Regions from separate parts of the Sus scrofa genome. Here region 1 is linked to region 2. Evidence: chromatin contacts called from public Hi-C data. All regions are on one chromosome and are shown on one strand. Each heading gives the region's core, a stretch centred on a gene start, on an enhancer-like site or on the middle of the called end of the contact. The rest is flanking DNA. Distances are from core to core; before and after follow the strand shown.

Region 1 (4,656 bases), core at 547-3,046, 910 kb before region 2:
ATCCCCCTACCCTTCCTCAGACTGCTAACCTAATGCCTTCCTCATGTAGAATTCTAAAGCCAACACCAGACTGGAACAGGGTCTTCTTTGCCTCACTAAGTCTGCAATATCCACACCACTAAAAGACATTTAAGTAGAGGAGTAAACCAAGGACTTCTCATTCCTTATCTATATGAACACATCTTCACCATTTCATGGAACTATAACTCTCCTTCTCTAGACTGTAAGATTCTCCAGGAGGGCAAGGATTGAGTCTCTTGACTTCTATATCCACATAGCCTACAAAAGTGCTTGTCATTTAGGTTTGCTGAGATTGAAAGCAGAGGCAGGAGACTTTATCCTTTTTGTTCGTTTTGTCTTTTTTAGGGCCACAACACATATTGGCTAGGGGTCCAATCAGGGCTGTAGATGCCGGCCTACACCACCGGATCCTTAACCCAATGAGCAAGGCCAGGGATTGAACCTGCATCCTCATGGATACTAGTCAGATTCGTTTCCGCTGAGCCACGATGGGGACTCACGGAGCCTTCATCCTTAATGAAAGAATGTAATATACAAGCATTTCTCCCCAATATTCTAAATGATTTCTTGATTATATCATCTAAAAAAAAAAAAAACTGCTCATAAACCCCTTCCTGAAATGATGTGATTTAATAGCAAAAGCTATCTGAACATAAACTCCACCCAAAAATTAATGAGCTATCTATGATTAGTACTTCAGACAGAGCAGGTCTGTCAGAAGTATAGGCAGGCACTGTTAAAATCAAAAACAAATGGAGACCTGCCTTGAAAATTCCCTGGGCAGACAAAACCAGCACAGTCATACAAACAAAGCTTAATTTAGCTTATTTTGAAAGACTAACCTGACCTGGGGCATTTCTTGTTTATGCCTCTGGAAATCATAAGCAAAACTCAAACTGTTTCCCTAGGTTGGTATGAGGTAACCACTGACCGATTCCCTATTGTTTTAAAAAAATGTTAATATAATCAATAAGCGTCAAGAATAGAGTCACTGCCCTTACTAAATAAGATGCTTTACAACAATATATAGTCCAGAGTCTCATCCCATGTTTTTATTTGAGTGCTCCTGGTTGGCTAGCTGTCTTTCAGGTGGGTATGCAATGAACTTTTACTAATTACTACTTCCGTGATTGAGTGGTTTTATTTCTTCTGTATCTGAACTTCTGACAGCATCCTCAGGGACTCAAGTCAGTCATGCACGCTGGACATCAGGTACTACAGGCTAAATCACACATACGCATCATCCCTCTCCCCGCCACTGTATTTAGACGCAGTAACAATTTAATAATACCCTCCCCTAGGCGTCTCCAGTGGCGCTTCCCAATAAATGGTGGTTGCAAAAAAAAAAAAAAAAAAACCGTGGGTGACCAAGCCTCCAGTATGGAAAAGGCTAAAGATGCCCGAGCTGGGGAGGGGTCGGCAGCGGAACGTTCCCCTAAAGGCCGGAGTTCCATTAGAGCTGGGCGATGATGGAGAGTTCCATTAGAGGGGAAAGGGCACCCGTTTCGCCCTGCCAATGTAGTAGTGGAAGGAAGTGGCCCGGCCTCATGTCAAGCTAGAAAAAGAAATATTAGCTCTTTCAAAGCGGAAACAGGAGCTACCCCACAACCTCTCCCCAAGGCGTTAAGGAACACCCACGCCTCCCCGGTCTCCGACCCCAGGAAGCCCCACACTAAGATCCGTTACCCACCACTTTCAGCTGCGGTCCAATAAAAACTTCCCGCCACCAGGCTTTCCTTTCTCTCCAGCCGGGAGCATCCGCCCTTCCGGGTCGGTTTTTTCAGCCAATTGCAAGCAACACCCCTCTCTAATTGGTCGAGGGATGTGATCACCAGGTGCATCACTGAACAAGACAATTTATTATTGGTCGATCTTGGGAGCGGTTTTAGCCAATGGAAAGCAGCCTTGAAGCTGGGGTGGAGGCGGCTGCGTGTTTCCGGAAGACGTGGCGGCTCTTGCCTGGGCTGCTTCCCGGCTTCTTTTCTCCGACTCCGCTTCACACCCTGGCCGCCCCGAGGTGCTATCGCCGCCGCCCTCACCGCTGCAGCCATGATCTCCTTAACGGACACCCAGAGTAAGCAACTGCCCCGGAACCCCCGCCTCGAGCCCCTCACACCCCTTGCTCAGGCTGAGTGTCGCCCTCCCGCCCCCCGCCCGCCGGTGTTAATGAATGAAGCTACGCGACTGGGGCGGCGGCCTGGAGACTGAGCTAGGACTGCGGGCAGCTGGAGAGCTGCCTGGAGGCGCCGAGGGTTGCACTTATACTGGTGAACCTGGCCTGGGCCGGAGAGTCAGTGGAGTCTGGGGAGATGCCCGCGCTGGGAGGGGGAGCTTTTGGCGAGCGTCAGTCTCGCGCCAGGGTCGCGCCGCACTTACTCCCAGGGAGATGGGCGCTTTGTTCCCGCGGACGGCCGCGAGAGAAAGTTTGATGCGTGGTGCCCGCGGCCCATTCTTGAAGACACTTCTGCACATGACACACGTGGGGTCTTCTACAAGTTACTGCTGGTTGTTTGGGAGGCCGTGTTTTAAATGTCACCTATGGTAGGCTCTTTCTGAAAATGTGCTTACGCTTAAATATTTTGAGTATTTGCCTTGTGCCACCACTGGAAGCCGCCTTTTAAAAATCTTGTAAAATGACTTCACTTTTCTACCGGCTGATGTCTCCCCGGTAGTAAACTTTGTGATTAGTTAAACGATTTCTTTCATTAATATTGTATATTGTTTTGTGGCATGTTTTATTATTTCAGCATCTCTTTCTACCGGCCACAGAGTTCTCCAGGCCTATTTTATATCTAGGATTACACTGTTTTTTCTTTTTTCTTTTTTTATCTAGAAGAGTTAGACTTTTCTAACCTGTGTATCTTAATAATTTTGCATTTACATATCTGCCAACCCTGTGTTTCCTATCTTTTAATGGTCGTGAGGAGCTTTTTATCTCACTTTGTTTTATCTGCCACGCCTTTTTTTCTTATTCTGTATAACTTGAATTATAAAGATTTTAAGAATTAAACGGTCCATTGAAATAGCAATAGAATTTCATTTAAAAATGCTCTGTTTTAAAGTGGAGTTGGTAAGGTTTGGATTCAAGTTATGGCTAACTTGAACTTCATGCATCTTCTAGTATCTCCTGCACAAGGTGCCTCCCCAATCACTCTCCCTCACTTTCTCAGGTTGGACTGAGTCTGCACCTTGGATGCCCATTTTGGTCTACCTGTTCTGATCAGAGAAAATACAAGTATAGTACTTTTTTGTTTGTGAGGGGTTCTTTTTTTGGGGGGTGTGATTCTTTTTTAATTACTGTTAAAATAAAACTAGCAGTCATATAAAATTGTTTAAAAGCATCTTATTTCAGTTTACCATGTGCTTTAATATAAATCATTGTCCTTAATTCTTATAAAAGCCCTATAAGGCAAAGAATAATGTCTCTTATAAATTAAAGGAAGCTCAAAAGAAATTCAGTGTATAATCATACATGACAGAAACAAGAGTTGATTCTAGGTATGCCGGCTCAAAAACCTTTGTTCTTTTCACCATACCCTACTAGCATCTAAGAAGACTTGATAAACTTTATTTAAAATCTATCTTAGAATGATGAAATTCTTTCATAGCAAAAATTGTTGGAACAGTAAGTACTTATCCTGTAGAAACTATGCATTGATTTTTTTGAGAGAGCTTATGTAGGATAGTCGCAACCTATTTTTATTTATGATGCACAGTGCTCTGTTCCTCTCAGTTAAAACCAGAATTTAAAGCTGCTCAAGGGCAGTTCCCATTGTGGCTCAGCAGAAATTAATCTGACTAGCATCCATGAGATCGAATGTTTGATCCCTGGCCTCGCTCAGTGGGTTAAGGATCTGGCACGTTGCAGTGAGCAGTGGTGTAGGTTGCAGATGTGGCTCAGATCCCACGTTGCTGTGGCCGTGGCACAGGCCTGCAGCTACAGCGCCAATTAGACCCCTCGTCCAGGAACCTCCATATACCACAAGCGTGGCCCTAAAAAGACAAAAAAATAAAGTCCAAGGAATTTAGTAGAACTGTATACATAATTTGATAGAATGCATTTCTAATTCTACTAATTACTCAGAAGATGTACTTAATCTCTGTATAGTTTTCCTAACAGCTAATTCTCCTGAGTCTATGATTATTACATGAATTAAAATATGAATTACTTATCCTGTGCATAGGAATTCTCTTCTATTTTTTTATTTTATAATTTTTTAAATTAAAGTATAGTTGATTGGAGTTCCCATCATGGTGCAGCGGAAACGAATAAGACTAGGAACCATGAAGTTGTGGGTTCAATCCCTGGCCTCGCTCATTAGGTTAAGGATCTGGCATTGCCGTGAGCTGTGGTGTAGGTCTTAGACGTGGCTCAGATCTGGCATTGCTGTGACTGTGGCATAGGTGGACAGCAACAGCTCTGATTAGACCCCTAGCCTGGGAACCTCCTTATGTGCAAATGTGGCCCTAAAAAAAAAAGACCAAAAAAAAAAAAAAAAAAACATAAGAAATAGAAAAGAATAAATAATATAGTTGATTGACAATGTTGTGCCAATTTCTGCTGTACAGCAAAGTGACACAGTCATATATATACATTTTTTTCCTTTTCTTAGGGATTCTTTTCTATTGAAGTCT
Region 2 (4,458 bases), core at 1,610-4,109:
TAGAAAAGGAGGTTTGGCACCAACCTACCCTTCCAGCCTTATCCCCCACAACCTCTACTACCCACATAATTCCTTTGAATCCAGACACATACCAAACTAAGATAGTTTCCTGAACATGCCATGTATCCCTTTCTGTGCCTCTGATGTTCCCTCTGCCTGGTAAAATCCTGGGTATCCTGCAAGACCCAGCTCAAATGTCACTGTCCTAGAAAGCCTCCTTAAATGTTTACTTCAGTGACAGAATTAAGATTCCACATTCTACAAAAACACTTAACATCTTGTCTGGAAAGGCAGTATTAGCACAGTGGTTAAGATTCAAACTGACCACAAGGTTATGGAGATTTACAAGGTTAAGTCACCTTAGGCAAACTATTTACTGTTCCTAGGCTTTTTTTTTTCAGTTGTAAACTATTTTTACTATAAAAACAGGGTCAATACAGGTTGACAATGCAAGTATTACCTGAGAACGTGTCCCCTTGGTTCCTGAATTTGCTAGGTTTCTATATACCAGCAAGCCTCCATTAGCACTTCAGAGGTTTCATGGTCCTTTTCAGATATTCTTTGATTGATTATATGTATACATTGTTTGGAAACAAGAGTCCATATGACACTAAACAAAAAAATCTGATGTATCTTTCAGATACTTCAACTGCAATATGGGACAATAACAATACAATAGCAGGACTATTTTAAGAATTAAGAATTGAAAAATACTTAGAATATTCCTGGCAATAGTGAAACTCAATACATGTTAGCTATTATTTTTCAACCTCAACTGTGTGGGTCAGTCTCTGAGATACTTGAAAGCATAATCTTTGTTTTGACAATCTGTGTATCGCCATGACCTATCACCTGTCCCAAAACACACTTAGTAACTGTTTCTCAAATAAAAATGAAGTTAAGATTGAGAACTGAAGAAAAAAAAAAAAAAAAGAGTTCCCGTCGTGGTGCAGTGGTTAACGAATCCGACTAGGAACCATGAGGTTGCGGGTTTGATCCCTGGCCTTGCTCAGTGGGTTAACGATCCGGCGTTGCCGTGAGCTGTGGTGTAGGTCGCAGATGCGGCTCAGATCCCGAGTTGCTGTGGCTCTGGCGTAGGCTGGCAGCTACAGCTCCGATTCGACCCCTAGCCTAGGAACCTCCATATGCCACGGGAGCAGCCCAAGAAATGGCAAAAAGACAAAAAAAAAAAAAAAAAAAAAAAAAAGATTGAGAACAGCAGCAATGTTTAAGCTAGAGAATCTTTAGGGAAGATCAATTTTTTTTTTTTTTTTTTTTTTTTTTTTTTTGTCTTTGTAGGGCCACACCCAGGGCATATAGAAATTCCCTGGCTAGTGGTCTTATCGGAGCTGCAGCTGACCAGCCTACGCCACAGCCACAGTGGCTCCGGATCTAAGCTGCGACTGCGACCTACATCACAGTTCACAGAAACATTGGATCCTTAACCCGCTGAGGGAAGCCAGGGATCAAACTCACGTCCTCAAGGATACTAGTCAGGTTCGTAACCACTGAGCCACGCCAGGAACGCCAACATTTTATATTGAGATGAAATCAGGCTGTATATTATCATATATCTATCAACTCTAAGGATTAATAACCCAAATGATGATTGTTTTAACACTCTGGCTCATCATGACAATTTTTATTACAATCCTACTTGGCTTCTTTCAGACTCTGGTGTATTACTTTCCTGGGCCCTAGGCCTGTGCTAATTTGCATGAGTTTTAAACTAATCATTAGATTTAAAAAGCAATTGTGCAATTTAAATCCTTGGCACTTAATTGGCTTGCTACCTCAAGGCATTAAATTACCCTGAAAGATTTCTTCAGACCTACCAGTCTATACAAGAACAAGAAAGTGTTACAGTTGTGTTGTAGAACTTAAACCGATGATTCAGAAAATACGATGTTAAACAGTGGATCACCCTGCAGCTCTCCAAGTGCCCATAACGGACTGTATCTACACTTTCGGACACCATCTCCATCACTTTAGCATTAAAATTAAAAGCCCAGCTGTCCGGCCCCGAAAAGAGGTTGGGGGTGGGTGGCTGGGTGGGTGTGTTTCGGCGGCCGCGTGGCCACGCCTTGGGATCTCCTGACTGGCAGGTGGCCTGTTAGGCGTCCTGACATCAGGGTCACCCCAGGAGGCAGAGCAGTAACTGCCTCCCCGCGCGGCAGGGCTTGACAACGCCTGCGAGCCGTGCACCCATCACATGGGCTGCAGTCAACCCTTGAGGGAGAGCTAGCCAAGCACGGCACACGGCAGGGCAGGAGGCAGAGGAATGGGCTGAGGGGCTGCGGGCGAGATGGGTAGGATCCTAACAGGGCTTGGCGTGCCCTGTGTTTGGAGGGTCAGGACCTTGCACCAACCTCCACGAAGGCATCAGTCAGGTCACTAGCTCGGTCCATCACTGGCAAATGGCGCCCGGCCACGATTTTCACCTTCAGCTTCCCAGGCATCGTCTCGGCTTCGGCCTCTGCTTGGGCTCCTGCAGAAACAAACAAGCGAGTCTGCGTCGAGCGCCCAGGCGGGCGGGGGAGGGGCGGGAGCGCGCGGGGAACGGCGCGCGCCGAAGGGAGCGCGCGGGGTCACTGACAGCGGAGGGCGCGCGGAGGCGCGCTGCGCCGCTGGCCGCCACTTACTCTGAGAAGAGACAGCGGGCCGTCTCGCGCGGGAGCTGAGGCCTCATTCCGGAGAGGCAGCTAGAGGAGTGGCCCCGGTGGAGGCTTCTGACCCGGCGCCACACCGCTGGCAAGAGAAGCAAAAGCCACTCGGCATCCCGTTGAACCGCCGCAGCCCAGACAAGCGTTTCTCCTCCCCCCAAAATGGCGGCTCCCCGGGCGGGGTGGAGGCATCGATCGCTCGGCGCTCGGCGCACCTCTCCGGGGAGAGACTAAATTCGCTTACAGATCACCGAGGCGGGACGGATTTCGGGGAGGCCGGGAGGCAGGGGAACGCGTCGAGCCCCGCATCATCCACCGAGCCCCGGCTGTAGGTTAGCGCCCAGGACGAAAGCCCGCTCAGTCTTCCGGGGGTGAATCACAGGTTCCCTCAGTGGCTTCCCTGCGGGCGGCTGCCTTCCCACTTGCGACGCTGCATTTCCGAAGGGCTGGGACAGAAGGAGCAGCAACGGTGACAACCAGCGGAGCGATTCCAGTCTTTTACGACCCATTTAGTTCTTGAAATCAGCTTACCTGGTTTTTACGTGGGAAGGGTACAGTTTTTGTTTTATATGAAATGGAGTGCGGAATTTCAGGAACATTTTGGATAGTGGAGTAAGTAGCACTCCTTATTCAGATATATATACGTGTACGGTGTACTGGGTTATAGTTGTTAAGGTAGGTCTTGGGGGCGAGTGGGGTGTTGAACACTTCGGAATCCAAAGCCACTCTTAGACCATCTCAGTGTGGTTATTAAGCATCTACAAACCTAAATACCAAGATTTCTGGCAGGAGTTCACAACCTCCTACCATAGGAAATTGTGCTCAAATGCAAGAAATGGACCAGTTGAGCTTAATTAAACATCTTGAAGAGTCGACCCAGTTACAGATACAGACAGCTATAGATAAACATTGCTAAAATGAAGCCTAATCTGTAGGTTCAAACCTTCAAAAAAAGATTAAGAAAATTGAGACATACACACAGGAGGTAACACAAATCACTCCATACCAAATATCAAGAGCAGCATTAACAATACATGCCTTAACAAGTACCAAAATTGGCATTAACAGTTACAGTAGAAAGAATATACCACTGGATTCATCAATAGAGGAAAATTCACAAATGAGATAGCAGGATGCTATTTTTACCTTTAGTACTCAACTGAGAAAGGCATCCAAATTGGGAGGGAGGAAGTTAAACTGTCATTATTTGCAGGTGACATTAGAAAGGCTCCACACTGAAAAACTGTTAAGAACTGATAAATGAATTCAGTATAGTTGCAGGATTCAAAATCAATATATAGAAATCGTTTGCTTTCTATAAATGAGTAACCAACTATCCAAGAAATTAAGGAACCATTTATAATTGTATAAAAAAGAATAAAATACCCAGGAATAAATTTAACCAAAGAGGTAAAGACTTGGATACACAAAAACGTATGACTTTGATGAGAGAAATAATGTCAAAATGTTTTTCAGTATTAATTTTTTGAAAAATAATGAAATATATTAGAAAATAGTCCATACTCATGGATTGAAAGAATTAGTATTGTTTGTCCATACTAGCCAAAGCAATCTAGAGATTTAATGCAATTTCTATCAAAATTACAATGGCATTTTTTAAAGGACTATAACAATTCTAAAATTTGTATGGAACCAGGAAAGACCATGAATAGCCATTGAAATCTTGAGAAAGAAGCACAAAACTGGAGGTATCATGCTCCCTGATTTCAGACTATACTGCAAAGCTGCAATATCAAAACAGGATGGTATTGTCATAGAAATAGACATACATCAA

The links. Hi-C and Micro-C count contacts between places; a contact is called where the count stands out from the background.
Region 1: a Hi-C map of liver shows a contact between it and region 2, with 7 times the contacts expected there. The contact joins the promoter of RECQL here to the promoter of C2CD5 in region 2. A contact is called at or near these places in 2 of 47 Hi-C or Micro-C datasets (liver and skeletal muscle) and 1 of 2 datasets of contacts at active chromatin or transcription factors (alveolar macrophages).

What each region holds. Positions count from the first base shown.
Region 1 is chr5:51,950,600-51,955,255 of Sscrofa11.1, reverse strand. It overlaps RECQL (RecQ like helicase), which reads right to left and starts at 1,796. Exons shown (of 15, transcript NM_001253707.1): 1 at 1,712-1,796. GOLT1B (golgi transport 1B) reads left to right here and starts at 1,942. Exons shown (of 5, transcript NM_001243500.1): 1 at 1,942-2,095. The coding sequence starts at 2,071.
Region 2 is chr5:51,038,920-51,043,377 of Sscrofa11.1, reverse strand. It overlaps C2CD5 (C2 domain-containing protein 5), which reads right to left and starts at 2,859. Exons shown (of 25, transcript XM_021092231.1): 1 at 2,643-2,859; 2 at 2,370-2,488. The coding sequence starts at 2,459. LOC110260726 (a long non-coding RNA gene) reads left to right here and starts at 3,094. Exons shown (of 5, transcript XR_002344084.1): 1 at 3,094-3,275.